Regions from separate parts of the Mus musculus genome. Here all the other regions are linked to region 6. A link is a contact called in public Hi-C, HiChIP or PLAC-seq and promoter capture Hi-C data. All regions are on one chromosome and are shown on one strand. Each heading gives the region's core, a stretch centred on a gene start, on an enhancer-like site or on the middle of the called end of the contact. The rest is flanking DNA. Distances are from core to core; before and after follow the strand shown.

The links. Promoter capture Hi-C pulls out the DNA fragments that hold promoters and counts their contacts. Hi-C and Micro-C count contacts between places; a contact is called where the count stands out from the background. HiChIP or PLAC-seq counts read pairs in DNA pulled down with a chosen protein or histone mark. Capture Hi-C pulls out chosen DNA fragments and counts their contacts.
Region 1: a contact with region 6 is called in an H3K27ac HiChIP or PLAC-seq map of embryonic stem cells, with 6 read pairs. The contact joins the promoter of Itgb4 here to the promoter of Nup85 in region 6.
Region 2: a contact with region 6 is called in a promoter capture Hi-C map of neural stem cells. The contact joins the promoter of Unk here to the promoter of Nup85 in region 6. A contact is called at or near these places in 8 of 39 promoter capture datasets (embryonic stem cells, liver, neural stem cells and 2 more), 2 of 484 Hi-C or Micro-C datasets (B cells and rod photoreceptor) and 4 of 115 datasets of contacts at active chromatin or transcription factors (Th17 cells, bone marrow-derived macrophages, large pre-B cells and 1 more).
Region 3: a contact with region 6 is called in a promoter capture Hi-C map of cranial neural crest. The contact joins the promoter of Nat9 here to the promoter of Nup85 in region 6. A contact is called at or near these places in 4 of 39 promoter capture datasets (cranial neural crest, embryonic stem cells, frontonasal cranial neural crest and 1 more).
Region 4: a contact with region 6 is called in a Hi-C map of differentiating embryonic stem cells, with 4 times the contacts expected there. The contact joins the promoter of Slc9a3r1 here to the promoter of Nup85 in region 6. A contact is called at or near these places in 1 of 39 promoter capture datasets (stem cell-derived epiblast-like cells) and 2 of 484 Hi-C or Micro-C datasets (differentiating embryonic stem cells and embryonic stem cells).
Region 5: a Hi-C map of B cells shows a contact between it and region 6, with 7 read pairs. The contact joins the promoter of Galk1 here to the promoter of Nup85 in region 6. A contact is called at or near these places in 6 of 39 promoter capture datasets (embryonic stem cells, liver, neural stem cells and 2 more), 2 of 484 Hi-C or Micro-C datasets (B cells and rod photoreceptor), 4 of 115 datasets of contacts at active chromatin or transcription factors (the SCID.adh cell line, Th17 cells, large pre-B cells and 1 more) and 2 of 9 other capture datasets (embryonic stem cells and pancreatic islet).
Region 7: a contact with region 6 is called in a promoter capture Hi-C map of adipose tissue. The contact joins the promoter of Fads6 here to the promoter of Nup85 in region 6. A contact is called at or near these places in 5 of 39 promoter capture datasets (HPC-7-derived erythroid cells, embryonic stem cells, neural stem cells and 1 more), 1 of 115 datasets of contacts at active chromatin or transcription factors (pancreatic cancer cells) and 2 of 9 other capture datasets (adipose tissue and pancreatic islet).

The regions. Positions count from the first base shown.
Region 1 is chr11:115,971,995-115,975,983 of GRCm38.p6, reverse strand. It overlaps Itgb4 (integrin beta 4), which reads right to left and starts at 1,259. Exons shown (of 40, transcript NM_001005608.2): 1 at 830-1,259.
Region 2 is chr11:116,028,978-116,032,873 of GRCm38.p6, reverse strand. Unk (unkempt family zinc finger) reads right to left here and starts at 2,558. Exons shown (of 16, transcript NM_172569.4): 1 at 2,383-2,558. The coding sequence starts at 2,486.
Region 3 is chr11:115,185,157-115,188,841 of GRCm38.p6, reverse strand. It overlaps Nat9 (N-acetyltransferase 9 (GCN5-related, putative)), which reads left to right and starts at 1,443. Exons shown (of 7, transcript NM_025400.4): 1 at 1,443-1,723; 2 at 2,005-2,093. The coding sequence starts at 2,017. It overlaps Tmem104 (transmembrane protein 104), which reads right to left and starts at 1,355. Exons shown (of 10, transcript NM_001033393.2): 1 at 1,244-1,355; 2 at 520-632. The coding sequence starts at 564.
Region 4 is chr11:115,161,214-115,165,175 of GRCm38.p6, reverse strand. Slc9a3r1 (solute carrier family 9 (sodium/hydrogen exchanger), member 3 regulator 1) reads right to left here and starts at 1,835. Exons shown (of 6, transcript NM_012030.2): 1 at 1,225-1,835. The coding sequence starts at 1,650. Rab37 (RAB37, member RAS oncogene family) reads right to left here. Exons shown (of 9, transcript NM_021411.4): 9 at 2,936-3,962.
Region 5 is chr11:116,010,631-116,014,710 of GRCm38.p6, reverse strand. It overlaps Galk1 (galactokinase 1), which reads left to right and starts at 1,992. Exons shown (of 8, transcript NM_016905.2): 1 at 1,992-2,197; 2 at 3,495-3,684; 3 at 4,029-4,080. The coding sequence starts at 2,033.
Region 6 is chr11:115,562,526-115,566,257 of GRCm38.p6, reverse strand. It overlaps Nup85 (nucleoporin 85), which reads right to left and starts at 1,814. Exons shown (of 19, transcript NM_001002929.4): 1 at 1,696-1,814; 2 at 1,011-1,104. The coding sequence starts at 1,728.
Region 7 is chr11:115,295,092-115,299,153 of GRCm38.p6, reverse strand. It overlaps Fads6 (fatty acid desaturase domain family, member 6), which reads left to right and starts at 1,592. Exons shown (of 6, transcript NM_178035.5): 1 at 1,592-1,840; 2 at 2,450-2,616. The coding sequence starts at 1,678.

The DNA of each region.
Region 1 (3,989 bases), core at 10-2,509, 410 kb before region 6:
CTATTGGAAGTCAGAGTTAAGGAGTCAAACGCTCATTTTCTGCTGTCCATTCTCTCAGCCCCCAGGAGACTCGATTTTCACTTTTAGTGAGGGTAGAAACAAACGTGCCATCTGGGTTGAACCTATGCTCAGGGTGTGGCAAGTCTGTCAGGAAGAAGGAAGAGGTCTGCCCCTACCCTTGGGAGCCACCTGGAGTCCCGGGCCACAGTGACAGCCAGAAGGCTCCTCCAAGGATCGTGGGAAAGAGTGTATGGCGGGGCCAAGTGCTCGCGGGACTGCTGGATGAGATTCTGAAAGGTCCCCCAAACAAAGGTGCCTGGAGCGGGCTTTGGGAAGAGAGCAGGCTGCGGGCCAGCCAAGAGGAAAATCAGGGACTCCCCACGCCTGACATGCACCCGGGTCACCACACAGCAGGTCCTGTCAAGCCGGACAAGAAGGGGGCTTGCTGCAAGGTAGTTAAGTTGTTCCTCTACTGTCTTCAGATTCAGGGGAGGTAGCACTCAGAGGGCTGGTGAGCCCCCAGCCTCTACCCACTCCTATTACCCACCTACCCAGTGTCCTTTTCTAGCAGGGGTATCTGATGTTCACCATTCTTTCCCTAGATCCCAACTACCCCGCTCCCAGCTGTCCCCTTCCCACATCCTGGCAGGGTTGGCACCTGTCCTGGCAGCATGGGCAGAGGGAGCCAGGGCCTGCCAATCTTCAGGGAAGGGAAGGGAAACAAAAGCCCCGGGCGGGAGTGGGTATTCACTTTCCTCTCCAGCCCTGTTGTCCCGGGGCACCGGGGCGGGCGGTGTGCCCTCGGATCTGCAGCGGGACCTGCACCTACCTTAGTGAGACTACCTCGGACTTGGGCTGCGTTGGGTCGAGCTGAGCGCGCGGGCGAGCCCGGCGGGACAGCAGGGCGGGCGGCGGCGGGCGGGAGCCAGCAGCGCTTTATGGACGGGCGGCGCAGGTAGGAAGGAGGCGCTGGTGAGTCAGGCGGACTGCATTCCTGCGCGCTGCGCGCACCTGTCGGGGCAGGAGCTGGGGTGTCGCCGCAGCCGCCAGGCCCGCCCCCCGGAAAGGGCTGCGGCTCAACCGGCGCCGGCCCCGAGCCCCGAGCCGCCGCGGAGGGGGCTGGAGGAGGAGCCACTCTTCCCTGCAGCACAGACCGGGGCTCCGTCTTCCCCACCCGTCCAGGCTCCCAGATCGGGTCCCCGGGCCGCTCCGGGTCGCGGGTCCGCTTCTTAATACAGTGAGCCCAGCTGGGTCAGTCCCGCTGCCTCGACGGTCATCGGGTCGTGCACCACCCTCTCCGTGTCAGCGCGAGGATAGGTCGTGCCCCAAACTGGTAGGGAGACTTAGCACTCTTGGACTGCTGGCCACTGGGTTCTCTCTGCCTCTACTAGAGGAACCGATAGGCAAGGACTGGGGCCTCTAGGTTTCTTCGGATACTCAAATCTCCTTAAAATGTAATTGTAGCCATCAAGAGGCCACGTGACCTAGTGTGGAGTAGCACTCATGGATTGTTACAGTGTTGGTGACAAGCTGATTCACAAATCTTACTCTTGCGGCAGGCTCTCGAGTGCCTTCAGGCCCCGTTTCTGTTTAATAATGAGTCCGTTGAGGCGCTGCAAGAACCCAACTCTAGTCTCACCAGGTTAGCTAATGCTCACCGCTGGCACTGGACCTCCTCAACCCGTGGGGGCTTCAAGCTCGCCAAGTGTCAGAGCCAGAGTATGCAGTCTGAAACTCAGCCAGATTTATCCTTATATTTGAAGACCCTGAACTAATGTTACAAGATCTTTAGTTTTCTTCGGCTTTGCCACATCCTCTGTTGGTTTCTAAGTCTGGTCGGAGAATATGGCCTTTTCCCACTGTGTAGTCCAGGCTAGTCTTGAACTTGGGGTAATTCTTCTGCCCCTGCCTTGCAAGTGCTGGGATTACAGGCATCCATCACCACACCTGTCCTTTTATTATCTTCCTTTTGATTCGGTGCTTGGTATGGAACATAGGTCTTCATGCGTATCAGCCATGTACTCTACCACTAAACTAGACCTCCAGACCAGAGTATGGCTTCTTTATGGCATTTGCTATACTGGTTTGAAATGATCATCCCACTGGACTGTGGACTCGGAGAACCCATGTTTTCTGCCCCAACCTGGGGTAATCCAAGTTAGGAGAGGTGGAGAGGCCTATGCCCAGGTCTGGGCTAGAGAGAAGGGAGGTTTTTGTTTTTTTGGTTTTTTTTTTGTTTTTTGGTTTTTTTTTCACCAGCCCAGCCCCAGCCCTGGTGCCTGGTACATAGAGGAGTTAAAAAAAAAAAAAAAAAAAAGTGTGATTGGGTAAGATGTCTTAATGGGTCAAGGTGCCTGCTGACAAACTTCATGACTTGAGTTTGATTCCTGGTGGGACTCATTGTCACAAGGTCTCTGTGGTGTGTACATCCATCCCACCCTCTCACATAAACAAATGAGTAAAACGAGTCTGTTGGGGCACTGCTGTTGTGTAGCAGGCCTTTCATCCAAGCACTCAGGAGGCAGAGGCAGGTGGATCTCTGTGAGTTCAAGGTCAGCCTGGTCTACATGGAGAGCTTCAGGCCAGCCAGGGCTATATAGATTTTGCTTCAAACATAATACAAATAAAAATGATTTTTAATAGCCCTGTCAGCCCTGTCCAGCCATCTGAGGGCTGTTCTGCACAGGCCAGGTCCCCAGGGAGACTTCCTCCTGAATGTGGGGGCACTGGGGAAGGAGCCCAGTATGTTTTCGGCACTCAGATGTATGTTCCAGGCCAGCTCAGTTCCTTGTGGACATCAGCCACTCCAGTAGGCACCCAGTCCAGTCTGGAAAAGAAGAGCTCTACACATTGATTTAAAAATAGTTCTTTGCAGCTGGGTGTGGTGGCGCACGCCTTTAATCCCAGCACTCGGGAGGCAGAGGCAGGCAGATTTCTGAGTTTGAGGCCAAGCCTGGTCTACAGATTGCGTTCTAGGACAGCCAGGGCTACACAGAGAGACCCTGTCTCAAAAACCAAAAAAACCAAACCAAAACAAAACCCCCAAAAAACCAAAAAAAAAAAACAAAAATAGTTCTTTGCAGGCTGGAGAGATGGCTCAGTGGTTAAAAGCACTGACTCCTCTTCCAGAGATCATGAGTTTAATTCCCAGCAACCACATGGTGGCTCACAACCATCTGTAATGAGATCCGATGCCCTCTTCTGGTGTGTCTGAACTTACATAAAATATTAAAATAAACATTTAATAATCTTTAAAAGACAATAAATCTTTTTTAAAAAAGATTTATTTATTTATTATATGTAAGTACACTGTAGCTGACTTCAGACACTCCAGAAGAGGGTGTCAGATCTCGTTACGGATGGTTGTGAGCCAACATGTGGTTGCTGGGATTTGAACTCAGGACCTTTGGAAAAGCAGTTGGTGCTCTTAACTGCTGAGCCATCTCTCCGGACCCCAATAAATCTTTTAAAATATTTATTTGTGAGTATAGGGTGGAAATTCGAGGACAATCTTTAGGAGTTGGCTCTGTTGAAGCAGGGTCTCTTGTTTCGGTTGCTGGGCTGAATACTGCAGGGGAGCTAGCCACCTAGCTCTGGGAGCGCTCTGCAGTCTCTAGGTCAGTGCATATGGTTTTTATATGGGGTCTGGAGTTCAAACTTAAACATCAGTGTTGTGTAGCTAGTGCTTGTGTTAGATGAACCAGGGGTCTCTCCGTTCTCTGACAGAAAGGGGAGGGGGAATGGAGCAGGAGCTGTCTTGGGTAGGAACTGGGAGGAGGGAGGGTAGATATTGTGATGTAAAGTGAATGAATGAATGAATGAATGAATAAATAAATAAATAAATAAATAAAACCCAAAACTTTTAGCTGGGCAGTAGTGGTACATGCCTTTAGTTTCAGCACTTGAGAAGCAGGTGGATTTCTGTGAGTTCCAGGATAGCCAGGAGTACACAGAGAAATGCTGTCCCAAAAAACCTTTATCCTTGTGTG
Region 2 (3,896 bases), core at 1,309-3,808, 470 kb before region 6:
CACTGGCCAGCCAACCTGGCCAAGTTTCAGGCCCAGTAAAATAAGCTATTTTTTAAAAGACTTACTTATGTATATGGGTGGTTTGTCTACATGTATGCCTGCATACCAGAAGGTATAGGATCCCCGTGCACTGGTTATAGACAGCTATGACTGCATGTAGGTGTTGGGAAATGAACCCAGGACCTCTGGAAGAGCAGCCAGTGCTCTTAACCACAGAGCCATCTCTTTAGCCCCAAAGAACCTACTTCAAGGAAATGAAGAGGGATAGGACACCTAATGTCCTCCCCTGATCTATAAGCAACAATGTGTACATTACACACACATTCTCAAAAAGAAACCAAGATTTATTCCAATTTGTTTGGAATTGTACCAAAAAAACATGATCCAAGTAGCCAGAGATCATTAAAAAGTTCCAAAATGAGGCCCAGTGGTACAGATTTGTAATCCCAGCTACTCAGAAATCTGAGGAAGGGGCTGGAGAGGTGGCTCAGAGGTTAAAAGAACTGTCCTGAGTTCAATTCCCAGCAACCACATGGTGGCTCACAACCATCTATAATGAGATCTGGTGCCCTCTTCTGCCCTGCAGGATACATGCAGGCAGAACGCTGTATACATAATAAATAAATCTTTAAAAAAAAAAACCCTGGCGTGGTGGCACATGCTTTTAATCCTAGCACTTGGGAGGCAGAGGCAGGAGGAACGCTGAGTTCGAAGCCAGCCTTATCTACAAAGTGAGTTCCAGGACAGCCAGGACTATAAAGAGAAACCCTGTCTCGAAAAACCAAAAAAAGAAAAGGAAAGGAAAGGAAAGAAAAGAAAAGAAATCTGAGGCAGGAGGATGCAGAGTTCAAGTTCTGTCTGGATTAAAGCAAGTCAAGGCCAGCACAAACAACTTGGTGAAATCCTAGCTTAAAAAGTAAAGAGTAAATAAACAACTGGGGGTGCGTGGCGAAGACGCAACCCAATGACAGATGTGATCCCAACATGTAAGAGGCCTGGGTTCAGTTTAACCCTACAACACAAGGTCCTGACTGTGAGAGCACAGAGCAGTGGCCAGGCTTAGCCAACTGAATTCAATGCCTGGAACCCTCCAGGTAAAAGGAGAGAACCAATTCCTTCAGACTGTTTTGACCTCCACACCTGCATGTGGCGCTGCGTGAGTGTTCCCACAGACTCACATACAAATAAACAAATGTAGATGTTTTTCACAGTTCCACTAAGTTTACAAATTTTTGTGTGTGACCAGATAAGTGATGTTATTCTGATGTTAGACCTTCTTATCAAAAGCAATGGCAAGGTTGCAGAGTGAGAGAGAACTCCAGTAAGAAAGGACCAACTGATGACCACCATACTTGAAAGGCTAACCTGAGTTACAGTCAAGTTTGGATGACGTCAGCCAACACTAGTCATTTGAAGAAACCAATACATTTTCTATAACCAATGTTCCCCTGTCCCAACTCCCAAAAGTGTTGAACCAGAGCTGCTTCTGCCTGACTTTAGTTCGGATGCTGCCAGCTCCTGGCTGGACGCTGGAGTGTTGTTCAATCTCTCGGGTTCTGACATTTCCACAGGTTGGGATCTCCTAAACTGGCCCATCACTCAGGCACCCAGTAGGGACACTCCTGGCACACAGCAGGGAACGGAAACCAACAGGGCTTTACAAGAGGAACTACAGCATTGGCCTTTGTCTCACAGAACCTAGGCCTACTGTGACATGACAGCAAGGAAGGCAGGGACCTAAGCTTGTACACATGCAGTTTTTACATTGTGGCAATCTCATTTAGGCCAGTTACGATGAGGCTCCCTTGCCTGCCCGATGCTGAAGGGGTCTGCAACCATTAACACCCCGGATGTCGCTGACTCAAGCTAGACAGTACAGCCTGCACGGAGTGAGCCCATTTCTGCACGTTTGACTGTTTAAGGGAATTCAAGCATGGGTGATCCTCGTGGACAATCTAACAGGCCTTAAAGATACAAAAGGCCTCCGGTGCACAGAGTCTCCTCCCGAGACTTCAAGCAAACAGTCATTTCTAGACAGGTCTCGTGCTGGTTGGTACAGACTTCCACTTGTCATGTCGTGGACTTGTCGGGTTTTATGTCTGAGACCGTCAGGCCTCTGAGGCCTGGCCTGAGAAGTGTGGATTCGGGACCCGCGCTCCTGCCTTTCCGACTCGGAGGCTGGGACCGAGTTTCCCGCCCCACTGCCCGACCAGAGGTTGGTGACAGTTGAAGTAAGCTGGGACCGGTCCCAGCAGGTTGGAACCGGTCTGGGCCGAGCCGGAGGAAGGGGGGGGGGGACAGCCTCGCGCTCTCCCTGCGCGCGTGACTCACGCTGGCCGCTGACGTCAGGCGTGCGCGCGCGGCGGGGGGGGCTCTACGTACGTGTAGTGCTGCGGTTTCTCGGGCTGTGCCTGCAGCACCTGAGCGGTAGCGGCCGGGGGCGCCGAGGAAGCTGCCGAGCCGCCGGGCCCGGGGCCCTTCGACATGGTCCTGTCTTCCTGCCTCTTCGCCGCTCCCCTTTTATTATTCAGTCTGCGCGGTCCGCGCCGAAGACCCACAGCGCCTGCGCCGCGCCACGAGAACGTGAAGACCCCCCGCACAGCAGCAAAGGTTGCTGGGAGTTGTGGTCCTCCTTTCCGGTGAAATTTTACCGTTGGCACAGTGTCGCTGCTAAAGTGCAAGACCACAATACCCAGAGATCTTTGCGGACGGTGTCCCGGATGCTGAGGATCCGCAATGCCTTGTGGTAATTGTAGTCTAGTCACTCTTAACTATTACCTGAGCATTGTCAGTGTGGTCGGAGGTGAACTCTACCTTTAAACTGGATCCTCCGGAGAGCAAGGAACCAGTTAGGGAGGCCTGAAACAACTCCACGGAGAATGTTCCAAATGCAGTGCAGTAATTGCCTTGCCTCCCTACCAGTACAGTTGGCGCACCGTTTCTAAAGTCAGTCTAGAGCATTGCCTCGGAGCCAGCAAGCTAGTCAGCCAATATTTTCATAATATAGTAACCTGTAAATCACCAGAGAAAGTATGCAGGCTAGCAGACAGTTTGAAGAAGCTTTTTATTGTTGTTGCTTTGTTTTGTTTTTAAAAATTACAATACACCATATTGTTCCTGGGCATCATTAACATTTATCAACCCTGAAACCTGGAACCCCTCCACTTGGGCTCCTTCTGAACTCAGTGGTTGGCCCAAATACCTTGTTTCCAGTAGGTTAAGGTCCAAGGGAGAACCTAATCTCTATCTAGAGTAGTCTCTTAGGCACTTTGGTAAATTGTTGAGAAGTATAGTGATAGACTACATGAGAAGGGCCAGGGGCTGAGGAAAAAAAAATGTTCTAGTCCATTCTAGTTCCCTTTTCTGGAAAAAAACCTTTCTGTTCCGGGGAAATGCAAGGCAATTGCCTCACATTTAGGAATATGGTTTTATGAAATGACTTTCTACAGGCTGGATATAGGGGTACATCCTGAGGGAGGAAAGTCACAAGTTCCAGGCCAAGCTAGGCTATGTACTAAAACCCTATCTCAAAAACCAACACGGTGGCATGTATCTCGGTCCCAGCACTCAGGAAGCAACGGAAGGTGGATCTCTGAATTCAAAGCCTGGTGGCATCCGTTGGTAGTTCTAGGTCAGCCAGAGCTGTCAGTCTGTCTAAAAACCCGAACAAGAACAACCAAACAACAACAGGTTGGAGATGAGTAGGGGTAAAGGTGCTTGCTTCCCTAGGCTGCAAACCCAAGTGGGATCTCTGGGACTGATGTACAGGTGGTAGGAGAGAACCCACTCCACGAATAATAATAAAATAATAAAAATGTCCATCATAGATATGTAATACTTCCCATTTGACCTTGTTTTCTATGTTCAATCTATATCAAATTCTTTTTTATTTTTGG
Region 3 (3,685 bases), core at 194-2,693, 380 kb after region 6:
TGACTGGCAGAACTGTGTGTCATCTGTGGGAGTCCTGAGATAGATATTATGGGAGACTAGCAAGTTAACTACTATTTGGCTTGATGCTCTCTGATAGGTGTCTAAAAGGAGAACTGGCCTGGAGAAACAGCTCAGCAGTTAAGAGTACCTGCTGCTCCTGCAGAGGACCCGAGTTCACTTCCAGCACTTACACTGAGCAGCATCCAACCATCGACAACTAACTCCAGGGCATCTGGTGCCCTCTTTTGGATTTGACAGGCATGCACATATCCATACGTAGACACATCATTTAAAATAAAAGCTTTAAAAAATTATAAACAAATGAGGAACGAGCCTGATATATAGAGTCTAGCTAAGACAGCTGAACCTGACTGGAGCTATGTGGAGTTTCCGTTGTGTTTTTCACCAGGGTCTATTTAAACCAGGGCCATAATTAGTATAGTCCACAGATAGCAGTGGGCTTCTCTAGAAACCAGGAGCATGGTGGTGAGCAGAACACATTTATGGAGAAGAACTCACATAAGGAGAATAGAGCTCTCCGGTCTCTGTGATCTCGCCTGCCATCTCCAGAGAGTGAGGAAGGGCTGGCCCAAGAGGTTACTTCTATGCAGTGGCAGCAGCAGCCGCAGCTCCTAAGACAAAAGAGTAGACTTTAGTTCTCTAACTGCAGAGATGAGACTGGGGGTGGGGGGTTTGCAGTCTGCCGCTTTCACCTGTAGCCCTTTTAACTCAGACACTTTGGTCTCCCTATCTGCCATGAGACAGCCTTGGTGGGACGCGGCTTCCTGGACCATGTCTTCTAACTTGATTTGCTATGCAAGGCACTTCTCGGTGCCTGGATGCTGCTCACACTCCAAGTGACTGAAGGGGCTTTCCGGGCCTCTAAGCCTCACTAACCATCACAGCCCCCTTTACCCTAAAGTGCTTACGTCCGTTTCATTATCTATGAGCTCACTACTACACAGGACAGCCCACACAGCTGTCTGCTTCTCCGCCCACAGCGGGAGTCAGCTTTTCCAAGGTCGCCCCTCCATCCTAACTCCTTGTCCCAAAGCCTCTTCTTTTAAATGGGGCCTCGCGCACCGACACCTGCCTTTTGCTTTGCCTTAGGGTTTCCCACCCTTAAGCCTCCCCTCTCTTCTCCAGAGCCGGTCCCTCAGTCTCCCCTTCCCCTCCCTTCCAGGTGAAACTCTAAAATTCACATCCATCTTCACCCTGTCCTGCCCTCCTGCCCGTCCCAGACCTGCAGCACAGCTAGCTTCCAGGCACAGTGGCCACCGCCTCCAGCTCTGCAGCTGCCACCCGGCACCAGCGGCCCCGCACCAGCGCCCGCTACGCGCACGCGCACGCTTCCCAGTCCCCCGTCCAAGCGAGCGCGTGGGGAGGGGCGCAGTGCGTTGATTGGATGCCTCGCGGGGGCGGGGCCGGGATTGGGCTTTGCGGCTGCCGTCTGCCTGGCGGAAGCGGACAGCAAGCCCCTCTACGCGCATGCGGAAAGCCTGTTTCTCCGGGACAGACGCTGACGCCTGTCGTTGGGGACGCCTTCCTCGGCAGGGGGTGGTTGTGAGCTTTGCAGTTTGCAAACTACAGCGCTTAGACGGCCGAGGAACCACGCAAAGGGCTGAGGCCTGAGAACTTTGAGTGGGGCTTGGGGACAGGAAAACGGAAGGGCCAGAGCCGAGTGACGTGGACTCTGGACGCTGGAGGCTAGGGTTGGAAACAGGTTAAAAAAAGGATTAACAGGTCATTTGGGGGTGGACGGGCATGTTGTGTAGGAATGGGCTGGAAACCGAGCCAGAACTTGGCCCCTGGGTGAGAGCCCAGATGTATTGACCACTTCGGCTCTTTCTCTTACAAGAGTTTTAGAATCCCCGTTCTTTCACGTAGTTGTGAGGGGAAGGCAGGACGCTCTTCTGTCAACATAGCTCCACTGCTACAGAAAGAGTTCCACCCTGCGTGGGAAGACACTATGGGGGCTCTGAAGTCTTTAACTCTCCCCACTAGTAGGCAGCTACAATGAAGCTGAATCAGAACACCATGCTAGTGGGCAAGAAGGTGGTCCTGGTACCCTACACCTCCGAGCATGTGCCCAGGTAACTAACTCATTACCCGACTGGTTGTAGCGTGGAGGGCAATTGGAAACAGGGTGCCTTAATCTAGGAGCCTGTCTTGTTTAACAAACGTCACTTGTGTGGTGCTGTACACCTTTGATTCTGGCCCAACACTTGGGAGACAGAGGCAGGTCCATCTCTTCCGTGAGATTGAGGCTAGCCTGGGCAATATAATAAGTTCCAGGCCAGCTAGGGATACTTAATGAGACTGTGACTCAAAGTGGGGGGTTGGGGGTGGGAATTACATGCAGGAGGAATAAAGCTGAAGTGGAGGGCTCATTTTTCATTTATTTTCCTTGTCATCCATCTCTCTGCTTTCTTTTTGGCTTTTCAATGAGGGATTACATCATCTAGATGTGTGTGTAACAAAAAAACAAAGCCATGTCTTCTTCCCTCGTTCTAAATTACTTATGGCGTTCCCTGGTATCCTCTGGAGACTTAACGTGTGCTTGTCCCAGATGTTGAATTCATTATTTTGATGCCTACTGTTTAAAGGCCAGAAGTGAGATTCAGGGACTCTTTGTGAGGTTAGTTGGCAAACATCTGACAGATTGAGAAGCTGGCTCTGTAGGGGACAATAGTTTTGCATTGGGGAGATCTGTCACCCTGCCTTGTAGAGGTCTCCTCAGCCCTCTTTGCTGGGCTGGACTGGCATACCCTTACCCTCAGGAACTGGGGGAGTGTTTGGTTTTATATTACCTGGGTGGGAAGCTGGGCCCCTAGAGCTACCCTCTCTGCTGCTGCCTGAGAAAAGAACCTACCTTTCCTGCCTACCCATACCCACTTCACCTCAGAAAGCACAAACTCAGACTTTTTGTGGTTTTTCTTTTTCTTTTTTTGAGTGGGGTATTTTTTTAATCGATTATATATTAACTGAATACCTACAATGTTTTTGTTTTTATCCCCCCCCCCCCCCCCGAGATAGGGTTTCTCTGTTTCTCTGTGTAGCCCTGGCTGTCCTGGAACTCACTTTGTAGACCATGCTGGCCTCGAACTCAGAAATCCACCTGTCTCTGCCTCCCAAGTGCTGGGATCAAAGGCGTGCGCCACCACTGCCCAGCTACAATGTGTTTAGACATAGAGTGAAAATGACTAACGTCCTTACTTCCACAGCACTTATCCTGTGTGGGCAAAACCAGAAAAGAGCGGATGTCACATCCGTATTTTATTTTATTTTTAAATTTATGTATATTTATTTAGAGACAGGGACTCACTGGGTAGTCCTGGCTGGCCTAGAACTATGTAGGCTATAGAAAGAGACCTACCTGCCTTTGCCTCCCTGGTGCTGGGACTAAAGCATGCGCCACCACACCCAGTGTCAGATTCTTGTTTGTTTGTACCTTATACTTCATTGCTGCTTGGATATTGTAGTGTTGAGAGCCTGGCATAGAATACTCCCAAACAGAGCTTAAACACTTCCTCCTCTTCCTGTTCATTTGCTTTGAAGAAAGGGTCTCCTAGAACGCAGGGTAGCTTTGAACGGGCTGCTCCTCCTGGCTCCACCCCCCTGGGTGCTGAGCCTCCAGGCCTGTCCCTCCACACCCAGGAAGCCCAGTGCTGTTGAGTCAGTATCT
Region 4 (3,962 bases), core at 586-3,085, 400 kb after region 6:
CTGGTGACCTCACTTCCACCAAACCAGTTGGTACTCTCAGGCTCCGCCTTCAACCTTACGGGGCTGAACAGTGCCCTTTCCCTGTGGAGGGAGGATCTTCCTGGCTCCATGGATACCGCTGATCTACATGTGGCGGCGGTATCGATCAGGAAGAGAGAGCCAGTGCGTACTGAAGGGACCCTGCTCCCAGGGTCTGAGCCCTGAACCTGGCCTCCTTCCCTCCTTGTTTTCTAAGGGACAGGGAGGCTCTCAGCACAACTCCTGTTTTGCCAACTGCCCCTCCAGCAGCTGATCCAAACTGGGGTTGTTTGGGGGAAATACCAACCACTGGCAAAACCCAACCAGCCGGCTTACAATCGCTGGACAGAGAAGAGGAGACACCAGGGCGGGACCACCTGCGAGGGTCGGCTCTGCAGGACGCTGCCTGGCCTGTTCCTGCTCCCTCCCCCACCCATCTTTCTCCTTTTCCTCCTCTTCTAAGGTCCTCCCACCAGGCTCCCAGATACCAGCTAGCGAGCGCTTACTCCTCACATTCCAGAGGACCATAAATCCTCCGGGGTGGCAGAGCCACCACCCCCAAGACGCTTCTGCACCTCCTCCCGGCACCCCACCCCCACCCCTAGCTCCGAGACGTTGAGACTTCCTCTCTTTCTTAGAAGTCACTTTAGTCTTGAGAAGGATGAAGTCCAACCGGTGTGAGTTAATGATGCACAAACTAGAGGACCCAGGATGTGGGTAGGGCTGAAGGGGTCCTCCCAGGGACCCTTAGTTATTCAGCCTTTAAGCCACTTTGAGCTACCATCCACAGGGACTGAAGAGAAGAGAGTAGAAAGAGGGAGGGAGGGAGGGAGATGCGGGGGGTGGTGGGGAGAGCTCTTAGCTTAGCTGTAGGCAAGGATAACCCAGGAATGAGTCCGGGTTGTGGGGCGGAATCCAAGGAATGGGAGCAGAGAAGGGGACTGGGTTTCTTTGCGCCGTCTTCGCAAAGTTCAAGCAGTCAGGAGATGCAGGCGGCAAAGGAGCTCCGCTCCCCAGCCAGCCCGGACAGGGCGGTGGGGTCGCTGGTCGCACTCCGAAGCTCGCCTTAGAAACTGCGAAGGCTCCGGGACAGAGGGCAGAAGCCGTTTCCTCCTCGCTGCTCGAGTTTCAGAAAGTGCTTGGAAGTCCGGGGTGCCCGAGTCTCTCTAGAATCCTAGTCCTACACCAAGCCCAACCCGCACTTACCAAGTGGCTCTTTTCGGCCTCATTCTGGTCCCCAGCCTCATGAGTGTCGGCGGCCGCTGGAGGCTCGGCTTGTTCGGACTTCTCCTGGGGGCGCAGCAGCTCTTCCCGGATCGAGACGCCCAGCTTCTTGAGACGCTCGTCGGTCTCCGGGTCGACCACCAGCAGGCGCACGGCGTTCAGCGCTGCGCGGATGCGGCTCACCACCTGCTGATGCGTCTCCTTCTCCACATTCTCACCGTTCACCTCCACCAATCGGTCTCCAGCCAACAACCCCGACTTCTCGGCCGGCGAGCCAGGTTCTACCAGACGGATAAACTGGCCCACCTTGCCCTTCTCCCCGTGCAGGTGGAAGCCGTAGCCATTTGGACCCTTCTCCAGGCAGCAGAGCCGGGGCAGAGGCTCCCCGGCCGCTGCGTCCGCGCTCATCTTGTTCTGCGAAGGCTCAGCGCGGGTGCCGTCGGAGGCCGGGGACTCACGACCTTTCTCCCCGAGCCGCAGAGCTCGAGTTGGGAGCTGAGCACCGCACGGGGCACAGGGAACAGGTGTCCCGGGAACCGCGGTTGCGAACGCACAGGAAGGGAGCCGGCCAATCCCCGCCCTGCGCGGCGTCTGAGCGTTCCAGAACCCGCCCCAGCTCCTAAACCCGAGGGCGGGGCCGCGCGGTGGGTGTGGATCACAGTAGACCAATCAGAAATCACGAACCGGGCTCTTGCGCCAGGGTGAACAAATCTAACCAATCAGGAGAGTGGGGCGTGGCCTGCACTCGGCGCGGCACCCCGCAGCGGGAGAAGAAAAGAGAGCCCAGGAAGTGGAAGTGTTTGTTACCAAGTGCGGAGTTGGGCTGATCGGGCGGGGCCGAGGCCGGGGCTGGGGCGGGGTTCCAGGTACTGAGCCCAGAGGCCCCACGGGCTCCGCTCTGGTTTCCACGTTGTGGAGGGGGATTTAGAAGAGCTAGTCTCTGGGTAAAGGATTCTCAACGCTTTAACCGCCTTGAGCCAAAGCCTGTTGCATAGCTTGGCCCGAGAGAGGGGAGCGACAGTTGCTGGGGAAACCACCCCATGCTCCCCCACACTCACTCCTCCCCCTCCCCAGAGCCAACTTAAGAACCGGACGGATGTCTTCTGTAACACAGTAACACTGTAACAGGGTAACTGTAACAGAATAACTCCGGAGTAGAGTTGTTTAAATAACAAAGTTTCTTCTTGTGGAGCCGCCCCTCTATCCCTGGACATGCATATAGACAGAGGTTTGGGCTCTGATCCCTTCTAGAAACTTGTAGGGCTTGGTAGAGACTGAGGCTCCTTGCAGCCCACCTGGAAGACAGGCTGTCTGAGAACAGATAAATGAATAATAAATAAAGGGCTTAGTTTTGGCAGTAGCCTTTAGCCACGGAGAGAGGGCGGGTGAGACAGCTAGGTAGTCAATCTCAGGATTCACTTCAGAGGGAATGGAAGACTGGCTTTGTTCAACAGAAAAATGACTTGGATTGTGAGATAAGCATTCCAGCTCCCTCTTGCCAGCGCAGATGTGGCCACAGAGGCTGGGGGTGGGGGAGGGTAGTCAGTTAAGGGTAAGTTGAACCTATGAGGACGCCAATGGGTGAAGATGGAATGATTCGGACATTGGGTAACAGTTTCCCACAACGTGCCACGTAACAAACTCTCTAACACGATCCTCCTTCTGGGAATAAACAGAGGGGGAAAAACCGGTCAGAGTATATTTTCCAAAATACTGCAATTTAATTCTGGAAAAACAGAAATGCCAGAGGCCCAGAGCTATGTATGTGACTAGAGCTCCAGCAATCAGCTCAGAGCCCCAGAAGAGAACCCGGAGCCCAGGCTCCTCCCTGATCTTCCTATGAGAGGTCACAGAGAGTTTCCTTATCAACCCAAGTTTAGAGTGCTGACTTTGCTCTGGGAGCAAGATTTCTGCCTTGAAAGCAAATATAGTAACCTCAGATATGTGTAATGCATACTTTCTTGGAGCCTCACTCGCTGCCCAACCTATATAGATGTAGTAAAGCTTCCTTTGGTCATGGATCTGCACACCTCCGAGTGTCCTTCCTTCTAAGGGTCAGATCAGAGCTTTGGGAGACACATGGCCTTGGGCCTACAGGGCTTGTTGCCCCTCTCCGTACCCCAGACTTGCTCATACTTCCTTGTTTTGTGCACATAGCATCAGCCCGCCCCCAAATCGACAACTTCCCACCCTCTCAACCCGATTTAGCGGAAGAGGAAAAGATAAAACCATTTTGCCCTAGTATTGGTCTGAAGTTAAAGAGAGAGAGGGAGAGAGAGAGAGAGCGAGCAAGCTGGGGCTTAGTGGGAAAAACTGGCCTATGGCTTTGTTCAGTTCTGCCTCCCACCCATTCCAGGAGCCAACAAGTTCTTTATCTGGCTCTGACCTCTGCCTTAAATATCCGTGGTGCTGTACACCTTGTCTCGGGATTGGGAGGGAGGGGAAGTTTTTTCCAGACTCTGACCTCTGGTTGTCTAGGAACCCAGGTGGAAAGTTGACAAGAGAGGTTCCATGGGAGAGCGGGGCATCCCCTGGGATGTGAGGTCCAGAGATCAGGAAGGAGTGTTTTCAGGTGCCCCACTGCTCGTGTGTGCTGAAGAAAAAGCCCGTGCACGCTTCCAGAAGGAGGGTTGGGAAAGCCAGAGGTAGCCAAGCAGACTCAGTACCTAGTAATTGCTATTCCTCTTAGGACAATCTCCATGTTTATCTTGCCCAAGGCT
Region 5 (4,080 bases), core at 743-3,242, 450 kb before region 6:
AAAAATTGCTGTATTGAAGTGTATTCAAAAACAGGCTGTCAAAAGAAATTAGTCAACAGGATTTGTTATTGTTTGGATTGTCCGTTTTCCTGACCCAGGGTCTTACCTAGTAGGAGCTAGCCTGGAATTCACTATGTAGCTGAGGGTGACCTTGAACTCCAGATCTTCTGCCTGTCTCCAACTCTTGAGTTCTGGGATTAAATGTATATGCCGCCATACCTGGCTAGGATTCCTTAGTGTTTGCCTCTTAGATGCTGGGAATACGGGGATTTATCAAAGTCCTCCAGCCATCCTGTCCCTTCAGTCCTGTCTCTGTCCCAGTCCCGTTCCCCCTCCCCATCCTTCCTTATCCCACTTGAGACAGGGTCTCACTGTGTAGCCCTATGTAAGGTACCTTGGTCTTGAATTTGCCACAACCCTACTTCTGCCTGCATCTGCCTGCTTCTGCTTCCTGAGTACTGACCTGTGCTATTAGAGCTTGCTTCTTTCTTTCTTTCTTTCTTTCTTTCTTTCTTTCTTTCTTTCTTTCTTTTTTTCTTCCTCTCTTCCTTCTTGTTGATTGTTTTGAATGCCGCCTTCTTCTTCTCCTTCTTCTTCTTCTTCTCCCTCGGCTGTCCTGGAACTCACTCTGTAGACCAGGCTGGCCTCTGAACTCAGACATCTTCCTGCCTCTTCCTCCCAAGTGCTGGGATTAAAAAGCTGTGTGCCACCGTGCCTGGCTCACATACTGCTTTCTTTTCTTATTTTCTTTCTTTTTTTTTTTTTTTAGAAGATCACACCTTCTTTTTTTGTTGTTTTGTTTTTTTTAAAGATTTATTTATTATATGTAAGTACACTGTAGCTGTCTTCAGACACTTCAGAAGAGGAAGTCAGATCTAATTACGGATGGTTGTGAGCCACCATGTGGTTGCTGGGATTTGAACTCAGGACCTTTGGAAAAGCAGTCAGTGCTCTTAACCACTGAGCCATCTCTCCAGCCCCACATACTGCTTTCTTGATTTACATGTCTTTTGTTAACAAAACCTGTTTATTTGTTTTCTAGACAGAATCTTAGCCCAGACTGGTTTCAGACTGCCGCTCCTCCGGCCTGAGTCTCCCATGTGCTGAGATGGACTACTATGCCTGGCTTGGAAATTATTTAATTTTTGAATAAGATAGTACATTTATTTGTGTGTTTCTTTTGAATGCATGTGCTCTCTACCACTGAGCTACACCCCCTACCGTTCTCCACTCTTACTGTCTTACATTTTAGTCCTTCTGTTAGAAGGTTTCACACAAGGTGACCAGGAATAGCTAGGAATCCAGGCAAAGATTTGGGCCAGCATGAAGGCTTTAGATGGTCATGTCTCTGAGACCAAGGCTCTTGTGGAGGAAGCAACTGCTAGGGGCCAACAACATTAGCCATCTTTGCAGTAGCCTTTGCGTCATCGAGGAGTGCCTGAGCTTGCTTCCTGCCGGCCACTGGATGAGATGAACTTCAGTCCTCCATCGCCAGGAGCCAGAGAAGGAGCCTGTAAAAGGCTTCGAACCTTGGCTCTCCTTGTTTATCCCTAGACTGTGTACCACATCATCCTGTTAGAGACATGACCGACCAGGGGCTGACGACTTAGCATAACTTCGCTAGATCCTCTGGGACACTCAGCTGTTCCTGTTGCCAGCTCGTGTTGGTGTTGCCCTGGCTGTGTGAGGGATGATGATGATGGGGATGGGAGCGCATTAAGAGGCTCCAGGTTCAGGGATGGATGGGAAGTTCAGATCTCCATTTGTGTTAACTGCTACTCAAGTGGGAGCCCCAAACTCCTGCTAGGACATCACCGAAGATACAAGTTGCAACCGAGTCTCTTCCTCCAGCTGTCAGCTGCCGCGTTGGCTTGCGCTGGAGAGCTAAGTTTGGACCCCGCTCTGCAGGTGGGATGGGCGGGGCCGTCGTAGCGGGGGCGGGGTCCCGCGAAGGACAGGAATGTAAGTCCGCGCCACGTGGCTCCGCCCCCAGCATCCCGCGGGGCGGTGCGCCCAGCTGCAGACGAGCGTCATGGCTGCTTGGAGACCGCCCCGGGTCGAGGAGCTGCTGGCCGAGGCCCGCCGGGCCTTCATGGAGGAGTTTGGAGCCGAGCCGGAGCTGGCAGTGTCGGCGCCGGGCCGCGTCAACCTCATCGGGGAGCACACGGACTACAACCAGGGCCTGGTGCTGCCCATGGTGAGGGGCCGCATTGGGGACCCTTCCTTGTGTGTGCTGGCCCGGCCTGCGGTAGGGAAGGGCTGGCATAGGGGGCACGGGAGGGCGGGTACCCTCCGGGTGGAAGGCGGAGTGAAGCGGTCTAGCAGACGTGAGAGACCCCGGGACGTGCAGTTGTCCACGTGCGAAGACAGGAAGCCAGAGCTGGGGGGAGGGGGGCTGTGCGGTTTGTCTTCTCGAGCCCGCCTTCTGGGGGCATCGCCCACAACTTGGAAGTATGAACCTCTTAAAAATGTGAGGACCAAGGAAGCAATATAAGAGAGTATTAGGCATGGTGGCGCATTCCTAATAGTCCAGTACTGGGGAAGCTCAGGCATGAGAATTGCCACGAGTTCAAGATCAGCCTGAACTACAAAGTGAGTTCCAGGACAGCTTGGGCTGTAAGATTCTTAAAACAAGGAAAAAGAAAAAAAAGGAGGTTATTTAGCCCTCTGACTTTGATTGGGCCCACAGCACCGACCTAGACCTATGCAAAGGTAGACCTGTGTAAATGTAGCTTCCCCCCCCCCCCCCCCCGGCCCATCCCCTTGAATTTACAGAGAAAACAGTAGATCCACAGAGCACTAATGACTCCCTCAAAGTTACACATTCGGTTCTTGGACTCTCAGCCTGGGTCTCTCAGCGCATAAGTAGTTCCTGAACAAGGGATTACCGCGTGCAGAGCTGGGTCCAGGTGGGAGGAAGTCTGGAGCCCCTCTGGGCCTGTTTTTGCATAAGATCACTATCTGTCCCCTTTGGCCCACAGTTGGACGCTAGCTAGGGCAGAGTCCAGGTTCACATTCCTATCACCACTGGCCCCGCCCCTGAAGACCCACAAGGCTGTGCTCTGAGCCCCCAAGGCTAACGCTTAATTGAAGCGCTTTCTCCCATCTCCTTCAAGCTAAGCCTATTCCCTTCACGGCCCTGTGTGTCCCAGACGACAGAACCTTGGGGTTTGGATCCTGGTTGCTTCAGTCACCCTGGGGCTGTTCTAGAACTTCAAGTGACATGAGTTTTCTATTTGCAATGGGATATTCCACCCACATATACTTTTATTAATCCCAGCATTCTGAAGTAGAGGCAGGTGGGCCTCTTAGTTAGAGGATAGCCTGATCTACATAGAAAGTTCCAGACAGGATTGCACAGTGAGACCCTGTTTTCAAAAACTTTAAAAACAAAACAAAACAAAAAGCCAAAAATAGATTCTGTGGCTATGATGTGATCCTGGGTGGACTTCTTCTGTCAGGTGGTATAGACTACACATGCCTACTCCTTCCAGGCACTGGAGCTCGTGACCGTGATGGTTGGCAGCCCCCGGACAGATGGGCTTGTTTCTCTTCTCACCACTTCCAAAGATGCAGACGAGCCCCAAAGACTGCAGTTCCCACTGCCCTCAGCCCAGTGGTCCTTGGAGCCTGGAATCCCACAGTGGGCCAATTATGTCAAGGGAGTGATTCAACATTACCCAGGTATAGGACTCACTCAGGCTGCTTCTGGGAGGATCATCTCACCCCATCTCGGCATTCCTCCAGGGTGGAGCATCCCATTGTACTGATAAAGCCATTGAGGTTCTGGAGGCTTGGAACTTGCCCTAGGTTTCCTTTGTATGATTAGAGGAGCCCGAATTCAATTGTTAGCTTGCTGGCCTCTGCCACCCTAAATCGGGAAGGCTAGTAGGAAGATTAAGCCAGCACACTCAGAGGGCAGCAGAGTGGGTGGCTCCCTGAGTGGAGCAGGCTGGTAAGGCACGCGTTTTTCCTATGTCCACGCTCCCATCTTTATCAGCATCCTTCTTCCCCCCGCCCCCCCGCAGCTTCCCCGCTCGTTGGCTTCAGTGCAGTGGTGGTCAGCTCAGTGCCCCTGGG
Region 6 (3,732 bases), core at 565-3,064:
TCACTGAGCCACTGAGTGATAGCCTACATCCTTGGTTTTTGAGAATGGGTCTGGCAACATATCCCAGGCAGCTGGGGACTCTCTATTCCCCCCGCCAACTCTTCTGCACAGTAGAAAATCTAAGGTTGCAAGCGAGCGTTGCCTGAACCCAGGACTTTGCCTTCAGCTGAGGCAGTCTAACTCACTTCTTTGGGCTTGTTTTTGTTGGGTTTCTCAAGACAAGATTTCTCTGTGTAGCCCTGGTTGACCTAAAACTCATTCTGTAGATCAGGCAGGCTGTGAACTCACAGAACCACCTGCCTCTCTGTCTCCTGAGTGCTGGGATTAAAAGGTGCGTATCTCCACACCTGGGCTATATGGGTCGTTTCTAAAGGTTAATTATAGGAAGGGGGCTGAAGAGATGGTTTGGCGTCTAAGACAACTGGCTGAAATTTCCTGCCTTTAATCCTAACACTCAGGAAAAAAGAGCAAGTAATTTCTGAGTTCAAAGCCAGCTTGGTCTAAACCAAGTACCAGGACAGCCAGGCTACACGGAGAAACCATCTCAAAAAACCAAAACCAAACAAGAAGTACACAGGCAGCTCTTCCAGAAGACCTAAGTTCAACTCCCAACACCCCATATGGCAACTCACATAAATATAGAGTTCTAGTTCCTAGAATCCAATGATCTCATTTGGCCTCTGCGGCACCAAGCACGGAGTGGTGCACAGTTATGCACGTAGACAAAATGCCCATACACAGACTATAAAATTTAAAAATTACTTAATGTCAAGTGTTGAACCACACACCTCAAGTCCCAGCACTCTGGAAGTCGAGGGAAGAAGATGTAGAATTCAAACCTACACAAAGATTGCACAAAGACAAGCCCACTAGGACTACATAGGGGCAACTTGTCTCAAAATAGCAAAAAAACAAAGTTTCAAAAATAAAAATATTGCCAAATAACTCCAGTTTCCTGCCTCAGAGAGTCAACCAATGTGCCAAGACAGATGTGAAAAAGAACTGCCTACCTGTTTGGTTGAAGGAAGTTTCACACAGAAGCATCTCGCCGGGGCCCCAGTCAAAACACATTTGCTTCTTCTTGGAATTCACACCTGGAATCCACTAGTAAGACATAAGGAGGCACAGGAGCTGTTAGCCCTACAACTGTCCATTCAACTTCCAAGTGTAACTGCGAACACCATACACCAGGCGAACAGCCTAGGTCGTATCCAATGATGCTGTGCACATATTCAGACATATACACACTTAAAAAAACATTTTCTAGGTGCAAGAGGAATAGAATACAACGCGACAGAAACTAGTCTATTGTCTCCCGTGAGAACAAATTATGCATTTATTAAGCCTCGGACTAGGACAGCAGGACAGGGAAAGGCCAACTCATCCCTTGGAGTGACCATGTGGGGCTTACACCAATCTCATTCTAACGCCCAAGGGGGGAAAACTAGAGAAGCAGAAAGGTTATAAAAACAAGGGTGATGCAGTGGGGTTTCCGCGAGCCGGCCAGTATTCACAGGACCTAGGGACCACTATTGCCATAACCTAGTTCCCAGTTAACCTGACATTCGGGATGGTGGCAACTGTGTCCAGGGAAGAAGCGTGCGTCCCGCATGTAGGGAGGCAGCCTGAAATGACCAAAGAAACGTAACCCTCACAGTGCAACAAGCCAAGCCACTCCACTCCGATCGCCCTTACAGTTACTGCGGGCTCGCAGTCGAGCTCCTCCATAGCGCCGTGCCCCCCGCGGCTGGGACCCTGCCGCGCGGCCGCTTCTCTGCGCTCAGGCCTCCCGCTCACAGACAGCTGCCAAAGAGGACCCCCTCCAGGGCGGCTTGCGCAGCGCCTGCAGACCTTAGCGCAACAGATCCCTTCGTCTTAGCCAAACACAGCCCCTTGAAGCCTTTCACACATGTTCCACTATTCTAACCTATACAACACATCATGAAAACGGCTCTAGGGCCCACGGGTCCTCAAGGAATGTTCCCAGTAGATCAGGCGGCGCCACAGACAGTCCCACACTAGGTGAGGGAAAGGTCCCCGGAGATGGCGGGAGAGGCGGTGGCTGGGAGGGTGTGCGCATGCGCAGAAGCGTGCTGGCGCATCTATTTCGATTGGAGAGCTACTCCGTCTCTGTAATCCTACTTTATCTCTTAGCGGTAGTTGTGATCCCTCCCTCCTGGTCTGTTATTAGAATATTCTCAGTCCCTTTTCCGAACTCCGACCAGTATAATGCGCTTATTTTGGAATTAGTCTCGGACACATGACATCCGTAAACAACGGGACTTCAATCTTTTATGTACTGGCAACTTTTCTTTCTTTAGGATTATTCTGAACTATTTCTACCTTAAATTGGTGGTCATACATGACTTGGAAGTAGGGCATAGTAACATAAGCCGGAAGATGCAGCACTTGGGAAGTAGAGACTGAAAAATCGGGAGTTCAGAACCAGCCTTAGCTACATGGCAAGGTTGAGCTCGCATCGGGGCTAACTGAGACCCAGACTCAAAAACCAAACTCCCACAAACTTTAAGGAAATAAAGGAAAACCTTTCTGTCAAATTTTTATCCAAATCCTAATCATCAGTGATTTAGGGAGCTAGAGTGTTGGCTCAGTGGTTAAGAGCATACGCTGTTCTTCCCGGGGAACCTGGATCAATTCAAAGCACTCACATACATGTGGAACAGTCCCAGGCAATCTGATGCCCTCTTCTGGCCTCTGTGGAACCAGGCACACACATGTAGTACACAGACATACACAAAACACCAGTATATATACAATAAAATAAATTTTATAATTAACTTTTTAAAAAAGATTGCATGTATGTGAGTAAACTGTCACTGTCTTCAGACACACCAGAAGAGGTCATCAAATCCCATTACAGATGGTTGGGAGCCACCATGTGGTTGCTGGGAATTGAACTCAGGACCTCTGGAAGAGCAGTCAGTGCTCTTAACTGCTGAGCCATCTCACCAGCCCTTAGTCTGTCTGTCTTTATTTTTTTGTTTGTTTGTTGGTTGGGTTTTTTTTTTTCTGTTTTGTGTGTGTGTGTGTGTGTGTGTGTGTGTGTGTGTGTTTGTTTTTCGATACAGGGTTTCTCTGTATAGCCCTATGCCTCCCTAGTGCTGGGTTTAAAGGCGTGTGCCACCACACCCGGCAAGCCCTTAGTTTTTCAAGACAGGGTTTCTCTTTGTAGCTTTGGCTGTCTTTGAACCTAATCTGTAGACCAAGCTGGCCTCAAAGTCAGAGATCTGTCTGCCTCTGCCTCTGGAGTGCTGGGGTTACAGACCTGTGCTACCACCACCCAGTGACAATATTTATTTATTTATTAAAATTATTTATTTTAGGTATGTGAGTACACTGTCTTGAGAACACCAGAAGAGGGCATCAAATTCCTTTACAGATTATTATGAGCCACCATGTGGTTGCTGGGAATTGAACTCAGGACATCTAGAAGAGCAGTCAGTGCTTCTAACTGGTGAGCCATCTCTCCAGCCCCCTTGTTTTTATTTTTCTGTCCGTTGGTTTTTCCTACATGATGTCTGTGTGAGGATGTCAGAAGCCATGGATCTGGAGTTACAGACAGTTGTGAGCTGCCATATGAGTGCTGATGATTGAACCCTGGCCCTTTAGAAGAACAGCCAGTACTCATATGTGTTGAGCTATCTCTCTAGCCTCAAATATGTTTTTTTTATTTTATGTATATGAGTACACTGTAACTATCTTCAGACATAC
Region 7 (4,062 bases), core at 343-2,842, 270 kb after region 6:
AGAGCAGCAGGTGCTCTTAACTGCTGAGCCATCTCTCCAGCCCCCTCCTGCCAGCTCCTGACATCTTCGCAGCCTTTTCCCCCTTTAGATTGCTATTAGTGATGTATACCAGGGTAGCTGCGGCTTGGCAGCAGGCTTGGAAGTACCAGGAACTTCTATTTATGATAAAGGCGGTAGGATCCCTCTATGCCCCCAATTAGTCCCCCAATTAATCAAATCATACTATTCTCACTTCTAAAACTTGTGCATCTTCCTCCCTAAAAATTCTACTCTTGTGGTGGGGACTCTGGGTGGGACATAATGAGGGAGACTGGCGGTTCCCTTTCTCTGTCTAAAACAAGAGAACTGGACTTGGAGTTTAGCCATTCGGTAACTCTGGGGCCTGTCTGAGTTTGATCCCTAGGACCAAGATGTTAGAAAGAAAGGTCTGAACTACACAAGTGGGTGTCATTTTTACAGGGTGACATGGGAATACACAAAGCCTAGTAAATGTCTAGAAGTGGAGGACACGGGTCTGCTCAGGACCTCTTGATCCTGTCCCTTCAGAAAGAATGTCAGGTCCCAGTATGTGGGATGCTGGGCAGGACAGTAGGTTTGAGACCAGCCTGGGCTACATGGCCAGTTGAGAGAATTGTGTAGCCAGAGGATGGCTTCACACATGAACTTGAAGAACATAGCTGAATCTGTGAAGGAGAGTACCAGGAGAGAAATTCAAGCCATAGCTCGCTCTCCCTCACTCGTGCCCTACTGCCCAAGGGTCTCCTGGGAAAACACACACAGGACTCAGTCGGGTTTTTTTTTTTTTTTAAAGGGCTTTGAAATGAAACTGGGGGGAGTACTGTGAAGATGTAAAGGGGGCAGAGAAGGGAGTCAGGCGCTTATCCTCAAAGGACCACGCCAGCTCAGTCACGCTGGTGACAGTTGCGTCAGCACCGATGTTAGGGGAAGAGGCATTCTCAAGTCTCATGCTTGTCCCAGGCCCATTCAGACCTGGCTGTCCCCATCCAGTGGAGCTGGAGAGACATTCTAGCAGTATGTCTGCCTACCCAGTGGTGAACTCAGGACATGTTTTCTCTGTATCTATCTACCCATTACCGGGCTGCAAAGCCACCTCCCTACAAGTCACTTCTGCTTAAAACCAGAGCAAACTCCCTCCGCCCCCATGTTAACTATCCTCTGAACTCCGCGTGGACACATCTACACATACAAATTAATAATTTAATGAGATAGAAATACTTGGGTTTGGGGACTAAGAACGCACAACGAACCCGAGATGGAGACTGAGAGGAGGTGGATGAACAGTTAAGGCCTTCGGGGGTCTGCTACTTTGTCCCAGTCCTGTTCCCTCTACCCCAGGTTGGTCCTTGTCTCAGGGTCATCTCCCCACCCCGCGCACCACTCTGGCTCCTCCCTCCCCAAGCTGCCCTGGTATCAAGGGCTGGCGGGAGAGGCTGCTTCTAGGCCCCGCCTAGGTCACGGGTCATGGCTGTGCGTGGCAGAAGGTACCCCGCGCCTCCCACGGTGACCTCAGGCTAGTGGTGTCCCAGCCAGATGCGTGACTCCGCCCCTCCGCTCCTCCCCTCCTCCCCGCGTGTTCTCTCCGGCGCAGCAACCGAGCTCACACCCGAATCCCGGGTCCTCCTCGCTTGTCCCCAGCTCGGTGAGTCCAGGGAACCCATGGAGACCGTTCGTAGTGCGCCTCCGGGGGACGGCGCTGCTGAGGCGCTGCTGAAAGAGCTGGAGCGTCAGGTGCAGGATGTGGTGCGGGCGAGCTCGTGGTGGGAGCGCCACGGTGTGGACTGCGCCATCCTCGCTCTCAGCCTGCTCGCCTTGCCGGCAGGTACGACGGAAACACAGAGACACGGGCTGCGGATGGGGGTGGCGCGGCTGAAGGTGGTGCAGGCTGGAAGGGAACCTCAGGACTTGAGGATCCTGGATCCCACCTCACTCTCCAAAGTCTAGCTGGGGGTGTTCAACTCATGTCCCGCTGGAGGTGGGAGGAAGTCCGATGCTTGAAAGTGGTGGAGGAAAAAGTTGCACAAGGAGCCGTGGGGAAGGGGAAAGTGAACCGGAAGAAGGGAAGAGCATGTTCTACAGGGGACACCGGAGATGGGATGAGTAGGACTGAGGAAGCCGGCTGCACATCTAGCGGTCTAATGGCTCTGTGACATCCAGTCCCCATCTCTGCTCTGGCGGGGGCTCAGGAGGGTGACCGGGCAGAACGAGGACAGCAAAATATCCTTGAAAAGCCCAGTGGGGATTTTTTTTGTGTGTTCCAAATCCCACGGAGAAAGTCAAACCACCCCTCTCAGGCCTTAGAGGAACCTGTCACAGGCCGAAGGCTGGCCCTCTTTGGCTCCGGATTTGGGAAAGTGTGTGTATGTGGGTCTGGACTCATATTTTCAAAAGGTGGCGAAAGATCCTGATCCCTGGTCCGTCCTCTTTGCAGGGTTCCTGTGCCTACGCGCCCATAATATCCTGGCCTTTGCCACGGGCATCACAATCTTGGGTGTGTGCCATTATACACTCACCGTCAAGGGCAGCCACCTGGCCACTCACAGTGCCCTCACAGAGTCCAAACGCTGGAGCAAGATCTTGATGATTTTCTTTTTGGAGGTGAGCCTGGCGGGATGGGGCAGTTGCTGGGCAACTCTGTGTGCCCATTCACATGGACAGGGAGCTGCCGCAGAGGGTGGGTAGATCCAAGTGTGTGGTGTGCAATACAGAGGGAGTGTGCATGTGCGTGTGCGTGTGCGTGTGCGTGTGTGTGTGTGTGTGTGTGTGTGTGTACCCGTGTATTCATCCAAGGCCTTGAGAGGAAGTTGGCGTTAATGAGCAGTTCGCATCCTATGTGTTCCGATATCTGTCGATGACGATGAACGTGGTTTATCTCATGATAATCTTGATAAAATTGACTGAGCAGCAGAAACATTTCTCCCCTCAAGGTATTCCTTGTCCTCCGACTCCTTTAGTCCTCGTCTTCTGTAGCACTAGGCCAAAGGTGGATGGAGTTTCTTCTTCCTTTCAGGAGGCCTCCTGCAGCTTGCCAGTTTTGCTCCGGGGCTGTGTTGCCTCACAGAAGCCTCCTGGTTCTGCAATCAGGGCTTATTGTCTGAAGGGGTGAACAGTGAGGTGGAGTCGGGGGTGTGTCAGGATGTTGGGGGGCAGTGTCACAGCGCTCCAGCTCTGCAACCTGCTCCACTTATGCCTGCTGATGGCTGAGCCATCTTGAGAAACTCTTTGCTCCTGTAACCTCCAGAAAGAACTCGGCTCCCTTCCTCCACCTCTCCTTCCTAGGCCTTCTTACCTGTGGGCCCACCAGGAAGGCAAAGGCCCCTGGACAAATCGTTCTTCAGGCCTTTCTAGATCCTCTATCAAACATGTTCTCTCTACTCCAGGGAACCCTCACCTAGCCAGCCGGGCCCCTTAGGGGTAGATGGAGAAGCTGCTAGGAACAGGAAAAGGTCTTACTCTGCGGACCAAGCAACACAATTGTTCTATCTTTCTATAAATTTATTTGTTTTGTACATGTGTGTGGAGGGTGTTGCATGAGGCATGGCATACCAGTGAAGGTCAGATGACAACATGTAACAGTTCTCAGTTTTGTTTGCTTTTTCTTTCTTTCTTTTATATATGTGAGTACACTGTCACTGTCTTCAGACACACCAGAAGAGGTCTTCGGATCCCGTTACAGATGGCTGTGAGCCACCATGTGGTTGCTGGGATTTGAACTCAGGACCTCTGGAAGAGCAGTCAATGCTCTTAACAGCTGAGCCATCTCTCCAGTCCTCAGCTTTCTCCTGCCACCTTTTGGGTCCTGGGATGCCGACCCAGGCCCTTAGGCTTGCCATTAAGTTTAACTCGCTGAGTGATCTTGAGAGTCCTTCTTTTTGTTTATGTGTAGATGTGAGTAACTGCCTGTCTATGTGTGCACTACATGTACACAATGACCATGATGGCCAGAGAGGGCACCAAAGAATCCCCAGGGCCGGGCAGTGGTGACGCACGCCTTTAATCCCAGCACTCGGGAGGCAGAGGCAGGCGGATTTCTGAGTTTGAGGC